Regions from separate parts of the Mustela erminea genome. Here region 2 is linked to region 1. The links are chromatin contacts, called in public Hi-C maps. All regions are on one chromosome and are shown on one strand. Each heading gives the region's core, a stretch centred on a gene start, on an enhancer-like site or on the middle of the called end of the contact. The rest is flanking DNA. Distances are from core to core; before and after follow the strand shown. Region 1 has its middle 13 kb from the start of PHLDA3. Region 2 holds the start of NAV1 (neuron navigator 1).

What was found. A called contact is a pair of places that touch in the nucleus more often than the background predicts.
Region 2: a Hi-C map of fibroblasts shows a contact between it and region 1, with 1.9 times the contacts expected there. The contact joins the promoter of NAV1 here to the enhancer-like site in region 1. A contact is called at or near these places in 3 of 3 Hi-C or Micro-C datasets (fibroblasts, skeletal muscle and spleen).

What each region holds. Positions count from the first base shown.
Region 1 is chr17:42,256,085-42,258,869 of mMusErm1.Pri, reverse strand. No RefSeq gene overlaps it. Among named protein-coding and RNA genes, the nearest start is that of PHLDA3, 13 kb to the right of the region's middle. Within about 2 kb of position 1,494, the one cell type or tissue checked has open chromatin away from gene starts, as enhancers often do. A contact at or near this core is called in fibroblasts, where this site is marked.
Region 2 is chr17:42,307,988-42,310,687 of mMusErm1.Pri, reverse strand. NAV1 (neuron navigator 1) reads right to left here and starts at 1,288. Exons shown (of 32, transcript XM_032317504.1): 1 at 1,052-1,288. It overlaps LOC116575887 (a long non-coding RNA gene), which reads left to right and starts at 1,585. Exons shown (of 3, transcript XR_004279991.1): 1 at 1,585-2,191; 2 at 2,282-2,390.

The DNA of each region.
Region 1 (2,785 bases), core at 245-2,744:
AATTCCAAGCTTTAGGTCATTTCTTTCTTCCTGTATTCCACTGTAAGCCCTCAGAAGGAGCCAAGCACACCTTCACCACTTCGCTTAGACATCTCCTCAGCTAGATACCCAGCTTTGTCATTCATGAGTTCTACCTTCCACAAAACATTAGAATATGAACATACGGAGCCAAGTTCATTGCCACTTGGTAACGAGGATCACTTTTTGCCCCGGTTCCACTAACATGTTTCTCATTTGTTATCACGATGGCCTTTACCATCCCTATTTCTACCAACATTCTGTTCGTAAGTATTAGTCATTATTCTCTGAGGTGACTGGGGCTTTTCTCAGCTCTCCTTTTTCCGAGCTCCCATGAGAATGTCCTTTACAGGTCCCTTCACGGCAGGGTAGGTGTTTTCCTAGCAGACATTTCAGAACACTTATCACCTCCATCCATGACCCAGTTTCGAAGCCACTTCCATATATTTAAGTACGTGTTAGGGAAACACTCCACTTCCTGGTTCCAGTTTCTGTTTTTGTCAGTGAAATATCACAAATTGGGTGGCTTATAAACAACAGAAGTTAATTTCTTATAGTTCTGGAGGCTGGGAATTCCAAGATCAAGGTGCAGGCAGAGTCAGTGTCTGGTGAGAGCCATTTCCTGGTTCCTGGCCATCTTTCTGCCCTGTCTTCACACAGTGGAAAGGAGGGAGAGCTCAGGCTTCCCTGACAAGGGCACTAATCCCATTCTGGAAGGCTCTGCCCTCATGACCTAACCACCTGCCACAGGCCCCACCTCCTAATACCTCACCTTGGGGCTTAGGATTTCAACATGGAATTGTGAGGGGGACACAAACATTTAGTCTGGGGCTGGCCCCCACAGTCTGCTCCATGGAAGGCTGACCTTATTTGTAAATAGAGATCATCTGAGGGGTTGCAGTGTCCTTCATCCTAGGGATGCCCAACGAAACACCAAGAAGCAGAGACTTTAACAACAGGTCCTGTATGCATAATGTCCAGATGACCAGATCCAACACTGGCCTTGACAGACCCCTCTTTGTGACTCTGAAATTGGGACCTAAACATGTATAAGACCAATTAATGGTGCAGAACACTAGGTAAGTGCAAGGTGACAGGTAAAAGAACAGGAGGAGAGTGCAGCTGTGGGTTGTGAGTTCCCCAGGTGGGGACCAGGTCACCTTGTCCTGATAAATTCTCTAGGCCCAAAGCAGTCTGTTGCCAACGGGAAGTTGTCCGGGAAGGGTTTGTGTACAGGGGAGGATAGATGGATGGATGGATGGATGGATGGTTGGATGGATGGATGATGGAAGGCTCTACAAACAGTGGGGTCCCAGTAGCTTCTGGAAGGGGTCCTATAGGAAGGGCCAGGATGGGAGCAATTAGGACCCAAATCTGGAACTAGGCTGCCCCCTGCTGGCCACTGGAGGTGGGTGCTTGGCACAAGGCCATCCTCCGGGCTAGCCTCTCAGACTCTGGCTAGCTGTCGAGCTCTGCTACGGCGGGTCTTCTAGAGCAGACCCGTGGTGGCGGAGACTGGACGCACTTCCCGGGAGTGAAACCGGAATAAAGGCAGAGGGCTGTAAACGGAGGAGACTGGTCCAGAAGCACCCTCTGGACGGTGTACGACAGGGTGGAGCAGGAAGGCTCTGAGGGAAGGGAGGGGGCCCACCAGAGGCCACCGCGCCCTGGGAAACCGAGAGTCCACCAGCGGGGCAGGGGCCTCCCTCCGCGGGCGCAGCGCCGGCGCAGTACCCGGAGACGCCAGGTGGCGCTGTGAGGCCGGGGCATGAGGCGGGCGTTGCCTTTCCGCGGATCCCACACTCAGCTCCTTTCCCCCTTGGCCCGGGGTACCTCCGTTTGTGCAGCGAGAGGGCGCTGGCCTGAAAACCCGAGATAATAAATTCCCACTGGGGGATTTGCACTCTATAGGGCCCTGCGGTATATCCGACCGTAGAACTGACCCAAGGGAAGAGAGGGAGCAAGGATCTTTGTGTTCACTTGGATATTTCTTTCCTAATTTCTGTGATGGCTGAGCTAGGCGTCCGGAGCGCTCCCCCCCAACCCCAGGAGACAACTTTTGGTGGAAGCAATGCGTTGGCTGCGGGAGTGGCCCTGATGTGGGCAAGAGCTGGTTCTCTGGATGGCAGGCCAGCCCAGCTCAGCCCCCTGGGGCTTGCCTCCTCCGCCAGCCTTTGCAACCTGTTCGGGCCACCTGAGGGGCTGAGGGTGGAGAAGGGCCACAAGGAGCCAGGGGGGGTTAAGGGTAGAGGTGCAGGGAAGAGGGGGTTAGAACTGCTGGTAGGCTTGGGAGTAATCTCTGAATCAAGTGCACAGAAATGCTTTAGAGGGGGCGGAAACTCAGTGAGGTCACGTTCTCCAGACCTAGATCAAGGGAAGAAGATGGTCAAGATCAAGAGAGAACACTCAGGTCATCTACTGGTTGATTCTCATTCCTTCCGCGTCTCTCCCCTCCCCTAACCTCTCCCCCCAGGGGCGGGGCTTACCAAAATGACAAGAATCATTAGGGACTTTACCGAAGGCTTGTGGAGCATAACAAATATCATGGAGGACAAGGGGTGTTAGAGAGAAGGAGGGAGTTGGGGTAAATTGGAAGGGGAGTTGAATCATGAGAGACTATGGACTCTGAAAAACAATCTGAGGGGTTTGAAGTGGCGGGGTGGGGGGGAGGTTGGGGTAACAGGTGGTGGGTATTATAGAGGGCACGGATTGCATGGAGCACTGGGTATGGTGAAAAAATAATGAATACTGTTTTTCTGAAAATAAA
Region 2 (2,700 bases), core at 39-2,538, 52 kb before region 1:
GGGGACACCACGCATGCGGAACAAGACAGACGAAAAGAGGAAAATCGAGGCAAGCCCTCGGCTTTTAAAGAGCGAACGTGGCCGCAGGCTTTTCAGCATTGAATTTGAACAAGCCAATGGCATCCCAATCATTGAAACAGGAAGCCAGATAAACAGCGTGTTATCAAGGGGGGATGCGGGCGCTTCCCTTAAGCCGGCGCCAGCTGCGCCCCGTGGCCCTCCCAACAAAGTCCCATTGACTCACCAGCTGATTTTCCAATGTTGGGCTCCGCGGGACAAGGACCCCTCTCTGCTGGGTGGATTTCACCCCTGCACACCGCCCCCCACCACTCACCACTCACATCCTTCCCCGATCCTCCCTCCGCAGGCTGGGCTGATTCTTTCTGCTTTGACCAGGTTCTATCAGCTCTGAGAGTAGAAGGGACCACAAGAGCCCAAGCACCGAGCGCCCTCAGGTGAGCTCCTGGTGTTCACCCAACCTCCCCTTTCTCCTCCCTCCTGTGTCCCCCAGCTTCCTCTAGGCTGGCGCCGAAGAGGGCAGCCTCAAGGAGTCTGGCGGGCGGACGCTTCGCAGCGCAACCTGGGCACCCAATGAACATTTTCCGAAACAGCCCGGCAAGGTCACCTGCGCCAGCTGCTCCGCTCGCTCCTCTGGGATGGGAGAAAATGTGGGTACAGTATGTGCGTGTGTGTGTGTAATACGCTGTACTTGGTGCTTCTGGTTATAGGATATCAACACACTTTACGTTGCAGGTATTTCACAGAAAGGTAAACTGAGGCTCCGAAAGGCTGGGGCTGGGTAGCCCCCAGTGAGTCGACTCCTGGAGCAGACGCGCAGTCCCCCAAGGACGTCTCGGCACACACCCTCCCAGCGCCTCCGTTGTTATTCCAGCGCCTCTCCCGAGCCCAGCCCGCAGCCTCCCCGGGGCACCAGGCTCACCTCCCCCCGGGGCTCGATCCCGGCCCCACCGAGTGGGAAGCGGCGGCCCATCTCCGCCGCCGCGCGCAGCCCGGTCCCCGCCCCCCCGACCACCCCGCTCGGGCCACTCACCCGCGCGCCTTCCCGCTCCGGCTCTGGCTCCGAGTCCCTGTCCGCGCCGCCGCCGCGCACAGTCGCGCATCCCCCGCGCGGCGCCGGGCCGGGCGCGCTCTCCTCGCGATAAGAAAGTTTCTCCGGGGTCCTCGGCCGGGTCCGCCCCTCGCACTGGGATCGGCGTCCGCCGCGCGCTCCGGCCGCGCGCTCGCACTAGGGCCGCCGGCGGCCCCGGCCCCACAATGAGCGGGGAGGCGGCATCCTGAACAAAGTGCGTCCCCCGGGGCCGGGCGGCCGGGGGCGGAGCCTCGTGACCCGCTGCCCCAGGCACACGCCGGCTGCCTGCGACGACACGGGCCCCGGGAGGGGGTGCCCGGCGACAGGGGGGGACAGGGGGGCGGGAGGGAGGGGAGTCTTTGCTTCTGGTCCCCCTCGCCTTCCTCCCCCCGCACTGTGCCAGTTTAACCCGCAGAGGGGCGGAGGCATGGGTCCCTTCCAGACTTTGTCATTGGAAAGCTATTCCCGTAACCCTTTCCTGCCTTCGCCTTCCCGTCCCGCCTCCCCGGCCGCAGAAAGGCTGCTGCTTGGTGGCTGGGCTGGGGCCGAGAGCTGGCAGGGCAGGAAGCCTTTGCACAATTGAGCCTTTCCTTTGCCCGGGGACCCGTCACCCCCACCCACGTCCCGGGGCTGCTGCTGGTTCGGGCATTCTTTGGAAGGGGGCAGATGGATCCGCCAGCCTCCTCGCCCCGCTTCTGACTCCGCCCACCCTTCTTCCCTACCCGGGTCTGAGCTGGGACTCGTGGGAGCAGAGGAGGGGGAGGCCCCAGAAGTGCCGGGCAAATAGTAGGTGCTCAGTAAAGTAACGTGACTTCTTCCCACTTTCCCGACTCTACCACTGCCTCTCCTCCTTCTAGGGCCGTGGGAGTGGGAGGAGGGGGCAGAAGACGGGAGAGGAAACCACAAGAGCTGAAGACCGAGAATGGGAAGGAGGTTGTCAGCCAGAACCTCGTGCAACCTCTCTGCAGTGCAAGGATTCCACGCCCTCCCCAACCCTCCTACCCCCACGCCCGCCTCCTGGCCTGAGGGCTTCCAGACTGTGCAGGAAGAGTCCAGAAGGAAATCAGGTGGCCGGTGCCCCTGGAGCAAGCTTTGAGCTCTGTAAGTGAAAGGGAGTAGTAGCTGTGGCCAAGGACCCAGCAGACTAGGACCAGAGAGCTCATCAGCTTAAGAACTCGTTTTTTTCCCTAGGTCTTGAGGGGTTGAGATTAGAAAGAAAAAAAAAAAAAAAAAAGCCAACTCCCTGGGAGGTCTCCGAATGCTTCACCAGCAGTATGAACCAGTGGGGAGCAGAGTCAGGGTGAGAGCCCCTGAGCCTTGCCTGAGCCCCTATCCAGCCAATCAGGTCACAGTACTCGGGAGGGAGGGTCAAGGACCCCTTGACCAGACTAGCAGTGGCATTGAAGACGTTCCAATCTGATCAGGGGAGAAGATTTTTACATGGCATTTGTCCATGAAAGGAATGAATTGTCTTTTGAGGTGGGGAGCGGGGGTGTCTCTGGGACGCCTGAGATGAGTCCCGTGCCTTGCGTGTGTGTAATGGGTGAATGCATGGGCTCTTAAGGCCGATTGCCTGGATTCAAATTCCTGGATCTCCCACTTACTAGCCA